2 separate regions of the Pelodiscus sinensis genome follow, and region 2 is linked to region 1. Evidence: chromatin contacts called from public Hi-C data. All regions are on one chromosome and are shown on one strand. Each heading gives the region's core, a stretch centred on a gene start, on an enhancer-like site or on the middle of the called end of the contact. The rest is flanking DNA. Distances are from core to core; before and after follow the strand shown.

What was found. Hi-C and Micro-C count contacts between places; a contact is called where the count stands out from the background.
Region 2: a contact with region 1 is called in a Hi-C map of blood, with 2.4 times the contacts expected there. The contact joins the promoter of NRBF2 here to the promoter of EGR2 in region 1. A contact is called at or near these places in 2 of 5 Hi-C or Micro-C datasets (blood and liver).

What each region holds. Positions count from the first base shown.
Region 1 is chr8:24,462,018-24,468,720 of ASM4963464v1, forward strand. It overlaps EGR2 (early growth response 2), which reads right to left and starts at 3,442. Exons shown (of 2, transcript XM_006111127.4): 1 at 2,496-3,442; 2 at 1-1,931. The coding sequence starts at 2,673. The coding sequence ends at 763.
Region 2 is chr8:24,613,609-24,620,311 of ASM4963464v1, forward strand. NRBF2 (nuclear receptor binding factor 2) reads left to right here and starts at 4,136. Exons shown (of 4, transcript XM_075934891.1): 1 at 4,136-4,288. The coding sequence starts at 4,259.

The sequences.
Region 1 (6,703 bases), core at 2,192-4,691:
ACAAATGTAACATTTTTCAGTCACAAAAACAGTGCGTACAAAAATAGACTTTCTAAAAAATCCAAATATTAATGGGCAGAAATGTACAGCCATACTAAGAGCAGGGACTGAACACGTTTCTGCCGTAATTAATAAGGCAACCCATTTACATGCAGACACTGAAACATGGTCTACATCACACAAGGCACCAAGGACACTTCAACACATTTGCATGCATCTTAACAGCACATCCCACCTTCAATAAGTTAACGTCTCTGACTCTCACTTCGATAGATCACAGATTTGCTTTGCCTTCCCCCTCCCCAAAGGCTGAGAACTCAACAGTGCACATCCAAAGAATACACAAAAGCCGAGTGACTATACGCGGACAAAACCAGTCATTTAAAACTCCGGGAGCCCCTCTAGCGGAGTCGCTCCGGCCAGGCCCATTGTCCCGGCCCAGCAGATTGCACGTCTGGGCTCCTAGTCCGCTGCTGTAGCATTGCTGCTATACACACACTGCTCGGCTCACTGGGCCCGGCCCCGGAGCGCCCATCCCCGCGTCCTCCTCTCGCTGCGTAGCGGCCCCGGAGCAGTCCCTGAAGCTATAAAGTGCACGGGGCTCAGCTTCCGGCGCGCCGAGCCGAGCCTACCCCGCAGCGCGCTCTGCAGCCAGGCAGGATGCATCCCCGGGACGTGTGAGGGCGGGCCGGGCCGGGCTGGGCTGGGTGCTAGTCAATGGCGCCGGGGGTCCCGGCAGCCGTGGGCGCGCAAGGGGCCGCCTCAGGGCGTCCTGGTCCGGGAGGCGCAGGCGGCCAGGCTAGCGGAGCTGGGGGCGCCGGGCGCGGCCGGGGCGCTGGCCCCGCCAGAGGCGGAGGGGGCGGCTGCGCCCTTCCGCTCCTTCTGGCGCAGGTGGATCTTGGTGTGGCGCTTCCTCTCGTCGCTGCGGGCGAACTTGCGGCCGCAGAAGTCGCAGGCGAAGGGCTTCTCGCCCGTGTGCGTGCGGATGTGGGTGGTGAGGTGGTCGCTGCGGCTGAAGTTGCGCATGCAGATGCGGCACTGGAAGGGCTTGTGGCCCGTGTGGATGCGGATGTGCCGCGTCAGCTCGTCCGAGCGGGAGAAGCGGCGGTCGCAGCCCTCGGCCGGGCACGGGTAGGGCCGCTCGTGCACCGGCGTCTTGCTGGGCCGGTTCGGGTACTTGCGGGGCCGCAGGATGGGCCGCAGCGGCAGGTTGTGTGGGCTATAGGCGCTGGCGGGCAGGCGGCCGCTTTCCCCGCCGCCGCCGCCCGCGCCCGCTGCCCCGACCCCCGGCCCGCCCAGCGTGAAGTTGCGGATGGTGGAGAGCGGCGTGAGCGGCGGTGGGACGCGCAGGGAGTCCAGGGGGCACGGGAAGGGCTTGCGCTCGGGCGCGGCGTGCAGCTCCCGCTGGCACTGCGCGGGCGGGAAGAAGCCCGGGTAATCCGGGATCATGGAGAAGATCCCGCCGTCCGCGGCCGCTTTAGGAGAAGGGTAGGACGGGGGCGGGTGGTAGGGCAGAGAAGCGCCGGCCGAGGTGGGCAGGAAAGCGGAGGAGGGGTCCTGCTGGTAGAGCTCCCCGCAGCCCGAGTAGGGAGGCGGCGGGGAGTACAGGTGCTCCAGGTCTCCCGGCTGGCTCTGAGCCATGCTGCAGCTCAGGGCGCTGCTGGCCAGCGGGTTGGGGGAGGCAGCGGATGCCGTGGAGGAAGAAGTGGCCGACGAAGAGGGGGTGCTGACCCCCTGCAGGATCCCAGCGCTCACGATGTTAATGATGCCCTCCGGGTAGCAGCCGGCTCCTGGGTACTGGGGGTCGATGGAGAATTTGCCCATGTAGGTAAAAGTCTGATTGCGGGAAGCAGAAACTGCTGGGGCGAAACTGCTGGCATAAGGCAGATCCAGGGACCTCTTCTCACTCATGTCAACGTTAATCATGCCATCTGGGAATTAAAGAAAGGCCATCGATCAGTGCGCGGCCACCCTCCACTCCCAGAGACACCGACAGGCTCCACCAACTTCTTCGCCCCACTAAGGAGCATGTTATTATCAACACGGCCAAATACTGTTTGGCAGTAAACTTCGCAGTGCCCACCTGCCTATATGGGGAGGAGGGGTCTCTCCCTATGGCTGCTTTAATTTACAAAGGACATCCCTGGGACTAATTTCAAGGTTCACGGTCCCAACTTTATCTTAGTTTAATGCACACAGACATGAATACATACAGGATGCTTAGGAGTGGCGTGCCCACAACTAGCCTACCCACATAGCTGCAGACAGCTTGATGTAGTCCCTCAACACTGTTATCTCTCAGCATCTCCGCATTCAGGCGTTAATCAAATTAGAAACGAGCACCCAGATTTGAGTTTGTTGTCATTGACATAATCAGCAAGTACTTGTCTAGTTTTCTTTCTGTTTCGCTTAAATGTGATCAGCTGCGCACGGTCCGGCCGCAAGTAAGCCAAGTAAACACCCTGCACATGCACAACTTAAAGAATGATGCTTACCTCCTGTCACGCTGCTCATCTGGTCAAACGGTCCTCCTAAGTCAGCATTGGGGAAGATTGTGACCGAAGCTGGCAATGTGGTAGCGATGTCATCCACAGGGTAAATGTTTTCAGACAGCTGATGCACAAAACCACTGAGAGTTACTGGAATTTTGTCTACGGTCTTGGCAGTCATCATTTGCTCAACAAGAAACCTTGAAAACAACTTTCACGGCTTGTAGTGTTAATACTGTACAGGGAGAGGGTTATTTGTTGCTTCCACTAAAAAAAATCAAGTAAGTTTTTGTTTTAAAAAGTCTGTTACTACCTCTGCCTTTGGTATTGCTCAGTAATAGTCCAGTAGTGCTGTAGTGTTATTGTAACAGTCAGTGTCCCTTGCAGAGCTGTTAATCACTTGCAGCTCTCAGTAGATGGAAAGTGTTGCAGTAAGTATTTATGGGGAGGCCGTGAATGCCCACGACGTCACTGCCCATATAAGGACTGAGGAACAGGGAAGGGCGAACCGGGCGGAATCATCACGTGGGAGATTAGCATGCGGGCTTCTCTGTCTTGGGTCCGCACCCGTTCGGCTGCTCCTCTCACAGGTAGACGCAGGCTGGTGCTTGGCCGCGGCTTTTCAGCCACACACTGTAACTTTTTATACAGACACTAATAAGCTCCAGGATACGCAAGCCGGGAAAGCCGGGGGGAGGTGCTTGGCTCGCTCCAGGCGCACGAAAGTACCTAGCGAGGGATATTCCGGTTGTTTAAACTCTTGCCTAAAAAGGCGAGATCCGGTTCCTGCGGGCTCCGCCTTTCCATGCCTTTTTAGGAGTCGTTCCGGAAAATTAAACTTCGGAAAAACGAGCGGAGCCGAGACAGTACAGTCAAACCGCTACTCACTTTCTTGGCAGCTCTTAACCGCAAGCGACGAATCAGAAAATAGCTACATTCACGGAATCTGACTTCTTTTTTCTGAATCGCTGGTGGAAAGAGACACTGATAAGAGCGAGTGTGGTGTTACTTTTTTGGAAAGTGTGTGATCTATTTATACTGTAGCGAAAACGGAACTTTTTCTTCTTGTTGTTGTTCTAGCTCCCACTGAAGGAGACAAAACAAGGCCGACTTTTTTTTTTTAAGTCCCAGCAGAAAAAGCGGAGGCCTCTTAACCAAACTGTGCAAGTATTGGTTCCCTGTATATCTAACGAAGCTTGTTCGTGTTCTCGATGGCGGGGATATTCAGTTTCTTTAGGCTATATTGTCACCACCCCAACACTGAGTCATTCCCCGGAATGCTCTCTTCCTAATTTACCTTGAAGTAACAGGTTTCCTTTAGATGCAACTAGTTGAGTACCCTTTGCAAAATTATACATCTGTATTCTTCTCTAGTACCTGCCGTTGCGAAACACATGCTATGACACTTTCCGTGCACCTCTTGATAAAAAACCTCGTTTCTATGGTATTTCTACAAATCAGTTGTACTGAATTGTTTTAAAATAAAACTACTGCTGTGAATAGCTTTTCCTTTAATGACACACAGTGATAATTTTACATGGTTTCCTTTGACCAATGCTGTTTATTTTTATTAGTTATAGGGAATCAGATTCTGCACTGCCTTACACAATCCATGTAACAGATGTACGTGGCACAGATTTGAGCCTAAGAGATAGATAGGTATGATTTTGTTTCCTAAAATCTAAACATAAAACAAACTTGATCCAGGCAGGCAAGGCTGGAAGTAGAACATTCATCTGAGTAGGGATTATTGTAGCACTCCTGCTCTAAGGGGAAATGCAGCTAGTAGAGACGAAGCAAAGAGCCTGCTATGGCCCTGAAATGTCTGTATTTTCCAGTGATTTTAGTTTGCCCAATATAAGGTAGTGAACAATCTTCCCAACTTATTCCGAAAAGGACGCGTTTCTGCCCGGGGCCGGCCGGCACGGCAGAACACAGTGTAAAGTGACGAGCTGTCTTGAAGGGAACAGTTTTCAGCCTGTGGGAACTAACGTGTCAATCTCGCAACCGCATCGCTGACAGTCTCCACTGGAAAGATCTCTCGGCGAAACTTCCTGCTCAAGCGCCACGCCGTGGAGCAGGTGCCAACTGCAGGTCAAACGATTTATTCCCTGCCTTGGCTGCACCACGGAAAGCTAAGCCCAGCACAAAACCGCGTTCGGATAAGTGTCCGCAGCTAAGGCGCCTGGCCCGTTTCGTATCAGGGCTTCACTTTAGCCTTGATACAATTACTCACGTCATGGCAGGGCTGTCTTTGGTCCCGGGGCGACTGATCCTTGGGCGGAGGGGTGCAGGGAGCACCACCAGAGGGGCAGCGGGCATGTGGGGCACCCCGTTAGCAATTCCACTTTTTTGCAGAGGCACGGGGGGCCGTGCACCTCGCCAGCGCTACCACCAGCCCCCAATGGTTTATGTAAAGAGCGTTATTGCAACACTGGGGTCTGGGAGTTCAGACAATTGTCCGAGGCGTATGGGGCGCGCAGGTAGCCCCCTCTTACCGGCTCAATCCGAACTGAACACGTGCCTTCCCCTCGAGCCTCTGGACATGACTTGTTGGGCCTTGTAACAGGCATGAGGTAACCCCCTCCACGTTGTTAATAGTGTTTGTTATGCGCCCAGGCTGGGTCCAAGGAGAGGCTCCGTGAGGCGCCGCGTCAGGAAAGCACAGCCATCCCATCGCGGCAGTTCCGGGACGCCCACGCAGGCGCTGACACCAAAGGCCGGAGAGTGAGAATGGAGGCAGATTCCGATTTCCCTCCTGGATGAGCGTTTCAAACGCTGCAGTCGGACCCTTATAATGCCGGGCTCGTACGGATGCAGGGATAAGATGCAAACTTGACGGGGTGGCTTCCATAGACCCGTTGCCTCCCCACTCCCCCAAAACCGATCGTCCCAATACTCAATCCCCCGGTTTCAGGCTACTGCAGCAGCTGTGGTGGCTTTTCCTCCACGCAGCTCTCTTGGGGGTTGCGTATAACATCAAGAGTCACAGTGAGGGGCTAACGTGCAAGCTGTTCAGTTGCCTTTTCACGGTGAAACCTGCCTCTAGAGAGAACATACTACACAGTACAGGGAAATCTGCTCTGCTTTTACCTTCATCCGCGGGCAGGGCAAAGACCATGCTATGGGTGACAAGCAAGCTGGGCTGGAGGCAGCAAGTCTACTGTGTAGCAATAGTACAGTCGGCCAGGGCAAGAGGTGTGTTTCAAAGCCACAGAATTGCCGTTAGACATTTCCTCAGCACACCTCCCACCTCCCCAGTACATTCAATAATTGCTAAAGGGCTCTGAACACACCCTGAGTGAATCTGGCTCCTGCCTGGTGTTTAAAATGCTCCAATACCATTGGGATCGCGTGTTGCTCATTTCCACACGAACCGGGGAGCTTTCTGCTGCAGCCCCCATGCACACCCCCTTCCCGCAGCCTGGCCAGGTGGGGAGAGAGATTAGGGCCTGCTGGAGCTCCCAGCTCCTAAGCTACAGGGAGGGGGTCTCCTCTGGGCCAAGCAGCACCCGCGGCTGTGAATGCCAGGAGGGTTAGAGCACTGCGCCGGCTGCAGCTGACCAGATGCCCTGCACCCGGCTGCTCGGCCTGTGTGCAGGGTGGGGAGAGCTGCCTGCACCTGTACAAAAGCGGCGCTTCAAGCACTGACTTGCAGTTTTCCCCTAGAGCCCCAAGGAGTCTGCAGAACTGGAAATGAGGGAGGAGAAGAGAGGAGAGGAGAGGCTCAGCATCTCAGCCTCTTAACCTGTGCTTCTAGGCCCAGAGTCATTCACTGCAGGCTTCTTGGATGAGACCTCTGGGAGTCCTTTGCCCAGCGTACAGAAGAGGGCCAAAGAGCTTCTGGGTGGAAATCCTCTGGCTTTGGAAAGGGAGAAATTGATCCGGAGAGGAGCCTCCCTGATAGAATCAAAGACAAATAGGCCTTGGGAAGTCATCTAGTCAAGCCTCCTACTCTGCCCAGAAACAAGTGAACTAGGGATGTTAAATATCGGTTAATTGAATAATCCAGTAACCTCATGAATTCTTATCAGTCAACTATTCAATAGTCCCTGAGGGCAGGGCCAACAGGCAGTGCATTCTGGCCTCACTCTGGGGAGGCCCTTGCCACTGTGCTGCTGCCTCTCTGTCAGAGGCAGCAGCCCACAATGCCAGGCTGGTCTGTGAGGGGAGTCTGTTTAAAACCCTCTGATAAAGAGGCAGCAGTGCGGGGT
Region 2 (6,703 bases), core at 2,886-5,385, 150 kb after region 1:
CTCCAGGCATGAATCAATATATATTTTGGATAATATAAGGGAAAAATAAATACCAAATTAAAAGTTTAGATGTAACCTAACAAAAATCTATAGCTCAGTCAGCAAGAACAGAGCAGAGTTAATAAAGTGAATAGAAATGTAAGCAGGGTATCTAAAATTTCATTCTGCACAATATCTAACTAGATCATCAAAGTCTGCAGCTGGATTAGAGTATCGTGGAAATGGATCATCAAAGTATGGAGCTTAATTAGTAGTATGCAAGATCTCAAATACTAAAATATGCAGTAAAATCAGTAAAACAGTTGATGAGTAAAACATGCCAAATTCTGTCAGTACATCTTAATACAATTTAACAACTGACCAAGGTTAACTCTAGGTTTTGCAGGGTTCTGTGTAAAGAGTAAGATGTACAAAACCTTGTCAGATTGCTTTTTGTTGCACATGTACAGCCAGGGCAGATATGACTGGGTAGGAGATAAAGCTTAGGAAGGGTGCTTGTTATTAGGCATAAGTTCTGAGGAAATAAGGTGGTCAAGAAGATATTTGTTGTGCTACAAGGGCAAAGGATAGTTGTCAGCTGAATGTGCTGGTGAGTAGAGAAACTGAGAGATTTGGCACAGAGGGAGCACATGGGTTTTAGCATCTTATTGGGTAGGATTATAAAGTGAAGCAGAATTCCCTACTTGATGGCCTTCTATATCTTGGCTGATGTGATGTGTCACTACACTGATCAACTGCTAGCTGCAGCAAACAAACCTCACTGAAGCACCAAAAAAGAATCTCACTTCCTTCCATCACTTTATGACTGTTGCAAACTATGATGTTTCTCTTTTAATTGTAACGATTTCATAGGAATCTTGATTCCAGTGTCAGAGGCACGTAAAGAACAGTTTAATTCTGAATGCATATTTATGAGTAAAGGTGCTACACCAAATTCTATGTTGCAGAAAAAGGGTGTAAAAATTACTGTAGGGTTGCCAGGTGTCCAGTATTGGTCCGGACAATCCGATATTTGCGGCCTCTGTCCGGTAAAAAAACCAGAAAATACTGAACATGTAAAATGTCTGGTATTTCTGTTTTTCTTGGATGGAAGGTTGCTTGGGACATTCTTCCCCTGCCGTATCTGTCAGGAGCTGGGAGAGCAGGGGATTTAAAGGCACAGTCATTCTTTTTTCTTTTTTTCTTTTTGTGCGGTTGTTGTTTTTTTCTCAACTAATTTTTCCCCCACCATGTTTGGTATTTTTTGTGAAAGTATCTGGCAACCGTAATGACGAAAGGGTATGGTGGTGTTTGTTTATTCACACACCAAAAGGTTTGGGTCCTTACCAATGTTCTCTAGTTTTTTCCACAGATTTTGCTGTCATGCACTGAGGCATGTGCGGATGTGCACCACTAGTAGAAATACATGCTGCCAGTTATGGGTGCGGTGGGCATGCTGCTAATCAGCTGGGCAGCATTTGAATTTCTCCTGGGCCCAAGTGCTCAGCTTGGTCCTCACTGTTAGAGGAGACCAATATTTTTAGTTATTCTGTCATCATAAGAATTATTTCAGATCCTTTTGTTAACTTTGGTTATACACAGAATTCTGACTTTTATGAAAATTAAGACCACTAGAAGTGGATTTGTAATTAAAAATAAAAATATAGTAAAACTTTTTAAAACCAAAACTTTCTACTCTAATACCTGAAGCCCAAAGATTGCCACACTAAAACCTTGAAAGTGAAACGAATTTCTCTGATACTAATTTGTCACGATAGAATAATGCAAGATATAACAAAGTAATAAATGATGACAAGTAATTTGGATTTTTAAATGTTTTAATTTTAAAATTATTAGTCAAAAGGAAATAAATTAATTGATTTCCGAGGTCATATTTTAAATTAATGTTCCTTTGCAACAGCTTGCACCCTATAAAAGTAAATAATTAAGAACTGTTCTGAATGATAATCTATAATTTCCACTGGGCACTTCAAGGGTAAAAACTTATTCCATCGATGAAATAGCATACAAATACTGCAGATATTCCTTCATTTAGGAGAAATCATCATCCACTTAAAGAATGATAGATGGTATCATGAGCTTTCATGGGCAAACCCACTTCTTTTTGTCCACAAAAGCTCATGATACCATTTACATTTTGTCCACAAAAGCTCATTGTTAGTCTTTAAGGTGCTACTAGTTTATTTGTTGTTTTGTTAAGTTTTTCCTGTTGCAGACTAACTTGATTACCCCTCTGAAGCTTTTAAAAATGATGATCCTTGAAGACCTCTAGAGGAGATTTTTAGAAACTACAGCTGATCAGCTGAGATGCATATCAATAGAGCCTGGTTTACACTATGAAGTTAGGTTAAAGCTAGTAGCATTATGTTGATTTTGTAATGAATGAGTCTACACCACCAAGTCCTTTCGACCAATCTTAAGGGCTTTTAAAGTTGACTTTGGTACTCCACTTTGCTGAGAGAAGTAGCCTACATTTGACCCTTCTGAGGTCTAATTTGGTGTAGCATAGACACCGCACTATTCAATTTGATATTCTTGGACTCTGGGTGGTGTCCCACAGAGCCCCAAGGTGACTGCTCTGGCCAGCACTTTCAAGTTTGCAGATGATAACAAGCTAGGAGATATTGCATCTGTTATGAAGGATAGGATTACAATTCAAAATGATCTGGACAGACTGGAGAAATGGTGTGAATGGGATGAAATTCAATAAGAACAAATACATGAATGGGACGGCTCTGTAAGCAGGAGTGTTGTAAGTAAGACATGAGAAGTAAGTCTTCCATTCTACTTCATGCAGATACAGTTTCAACTGGAGTATTGTGTCCAGTTCTGGGCACCACATTTCAGGAAAGATGTGATCAAAGTGGGGAAAGTCCAGAGAAAAATGATTAAAGGCATAGGTTACTTGTGGTGTACCGCCCCCTTGTGAATACCACCAAAATTTTAATTGCCAAATCCTCACATGCCCATCACTGCCCCGCTGAGTGGCCGATCCTGGTCCCCAACCTCACATGCACCAGTCACTTCTGATTAAAATTCTAAAAACATCACCATGAGCATGAGTGGTAGGTAAAAGTACGCCTGGGCAACCCTCCTCCCCAGCCCCACTCCTTCAGTCCAAGATCCCACCCCTGCCACCCATGGCAGCCCCCACACACATACAGGCAACCCACAGCCTCCCCAGCCCTCTGGAGCACGGGTGTCCTGTCTCCCCCGAGCATGGGCAGTCCATAGCCTGCTACTCCTCACGCTGGAGCACTTGTGGCCCACGGCCCCAGCTTACCCAGGCACAAGGAGGGTGGGTTGCCATGGCCTCAGTGGGGCTGAAGCACATGCTGAATGGGGGAAGGGAACCGGGGGCAGAGTGTGGCAGGACTAGATGGGCAGTTTGAGAAGGCATTGCCTTTCCCTGCCACTTATACCCAATACCCCTGCTTACCAGGGAAGACTGAAACAACTGAGTAAGTTTAATCTGCGAAAGCGAAGACTGACAGGGGACATAACCATTTACAAATACATACACGATTGTTAGAAGGAGGAGGAGGAATAATCATTTCCCTTGACCTCTGATGATGGGACAAGAAGCAATGGGCTTAAATTGCACAGGGGAGCTTAGCTGGGACATTAGGATGGCTAAGCACTGCAGTCAATTGCCTGGGGAGGCTGTGGAATCTGTGTCACTAGAGCAGGCGAGACACGCACCAGCCAGGGATGGTCTCGATCAGTGTTTCCCAAAGTGTCCCGGGAACCACTCGGAGAAACACGCGAACCGGCCGCCCGGTTTGTTTATTCGCTGGTGCTGCGGCCCCCACGAATTCGGTTTCGCTCTTTCCAGCCAGGGAGCGACCTGGGCTGGGGCACCAGCTCCCGCAATCCGCGGCCAGTGGGTGCTGCAGCGGCTACGCCAGTCGGGCCGGGTCCCAGCCCGCTCCAGCTGGTTCTGGGCGCTGCCTGCGCGCAGGGGACCAGACGGGCTCCCGGGGCGCAGCCCGTCCGGCGGGGAGGCGAAAAGCCCGGGCGTGGCCGGCTCACACAGGCGGGCAGGACTTGCCCGGCCGCCCCGCGCACAGCTGCGGCGAGTCCGCCCGCGTTCGAGAGCCGCCCAGCCCCGTTCCCATGGAGACACGGCCCTCCTCCTGGGGAACGGGCCCTCGCGAGACTTCTGGGCGGCGCTGTGACGTCGCCGCGTGCGTGCTGGAGGCGGAAGTGTGTCGGTGTTTACAGCCGCCAGGGGCACCGAGAGGGAGCCGCAGAGCCCATGTGCCCGCTGCCCCCGCCGCCTATGGAGGTGATGGAGGGGCCCCTCAACCTGGTGAGCCGCGCCTCGGGCGGGCTGGCTGCTGGCGCGCGACTCGCTCAGAGCCGGGCCGGGGCTCTCGCCGCCGCGGGGGGAGGAGCTGCCCCGTGGCAGGGCAGCGGCTGTTCCGCTGGGGGCCTGGCGCGGGGCCGTTGGACCTTCCCTCGCGCCCTGCGGCAAAGGCCTCGCGCTCCCGCCGCTGCCGCGCGCCAGGGGCAGTCGGACGCCGCCGCAAGGCAGCGCCCCGCCCCGGGGCAGCGCGGCCCTGGGGGAGCCTGTCTGGCCTGGCCTGCCGGCGCGCGCGCCGCAAATGGTCGCAGCCCGCTTAGCAGCCACCTCAGCGACACTAGGCACGAGCGGCGCGATACGTGCAGGCTGCGGGGGCGTCGCTGCGAACCCCTCAGTCCTTGTCCTCACTGGGCTGCTGCTGGCAAGAGGTGGAGGCAGGTAACGCGAAGCTCCTCGCAGCTACTTTTGCACTGGATTTTGTAAGTGTGTGTCGGAACTTCCCGTCCCCCTAGCGATGTGAAAGGTTAACCCCGTGATGCTGAGCGGTTAACCAGTAGTGGCTGGAGCAGCTCCCTGCCTGCCAAGGGGCGGGGCTGCTTCAGCCTGTAGGGGCCCGCCAGGGACAATGGCTGCTCTCGCCCTGTTTGGATCCCAGGCGCCCCACAGGCAAGGGGGTATGTGTGGGGAGCAGCCTGGGAGTGAAGGGCAAGTGGAAGCTGTTTAGTTTATCAGTTTGTTCCAAAATCACCTTTAATGACACCTCAGGCTGGGACAATTCCTCATATTTGTTACCTAAAAAGAATGGCTCTGGTTTGGGAATCTCCCTCGCATCCTCAGCCGTGAAGACTGGTGCAGAGGATTCATTTAGTTTCTCTTCTATGACCTTTATTTGTCAGTACCCCACTGGTTGTTTAGCAAGCTTCTTGTCTGATATAATTTTAAAACATTGCTATCACTTATTGAATTTTAGGGTAGCTATTCTTCAAATTCCTTTTTTTGGGTCTTCCTAATTATATTTTAACCCCTCATTTGACAGAGTGTGCTCCTTTGTATTTTCCTTACTAGGGTTTAGCTTTCACTTTTTAAACAATGACTTTTTAGTTTCTCACTTTTTCTTTTCCATGTAGGTAGTTAAACCACAGTGTCACTTTTCTGGTTCTCTTACTATGTTCTTTAATTTGGGATATTCGTTTAAGTTAAGATTCCATTATGATATCTTTGAAAAGTTCCCATACAGCTTGTAGGGGTTTCACTTTTGGTGCTGTACCTTTTTTAATCTCTGTCTAACCCCTTCATTTTTGTGTAGTTCCCCTTTCTGAAAATAAATGCCACAGCGTTGAGCTGCTGTGGAGTTTTTCGCTTCGTAGGGATGTTAAATTTAATTGTATGATGATCACGGTTTCCAAGTAATCCAGCTGTATTCATCTCTTGACCAGATCCCATGCTGCATTTGGGACTAAAGCAAGAATTGTTGTCTCACGTGGGTTCCAGAACCAGCTGCTCCAATAAGCAGTCAGTTAAGGTGTCAAGAAACTATCTCTGCATCCCATCCTGAGATGTGTACCCAGTCAATATGGAGACAATTGAAGTCTCCCTTTATTATTGAGGATTTTTATTTTTATAGCTTCTCTAATGTGCCTTAACATTTCGCAGTCACTATCACCATCCTGGTCAGGTGGGTGGAAATATATTTTATGGCAATATTCTGATTAGAGCATGGGATTGCTATCCATAGAGATCATCTATAATAACACTGGTAATATGCAATCTCACTTGAGAAGGACATACTAACCCAGTGGTCTCCAACCTTTTTAAGCATGAGATCTCTTTTTGGAATTTAAGTGCAATTCAGGATCTACCTGAAACCCAAACCATTGCCTTGCCTCCTTCCCACCCCTTCTCCGAGGCCCCGCCCCTGCTCACTCTTATCATCCCTCCCTCCCCTATCCTTACTCATTTTTATCAGGCTTGGAGCAGAGGGCTAGAGTTCTGAGGAAGGGGATGCAGACTCTGATCTTGGGCTAAAGGATTTGGACTGTGAGAGGGTTATGAGTTGAGCATGGGGTAGGGAGTTGAGGTGCAGCGAGGGAGTATGGGTGATGGCGGATTCAGGACTAGGGCAGGGGTTTGGGGTGCAGGAAAGCTTCAGGACTGTGGCCAGGGTTCAGAATGTGGGCTCCAGCTGGGCACCGCTTTCCACAGGCGCCTTCTGGGTGGTGGTATAGGGGACTAGGGCAGGCTTACCCCTAATCTGGCCCTGTACTACTTCCAAAAGCAGCCAGCAAACTCGCTCCATCCCTGCCTTCCACCACTCTGTGGAGATGGGGTACAGGGTGAGGGGAGAGGCACTCTGACATCAGTGCCCCTTCCTTTTCTTCTTGTGACTTGCACAGCAAG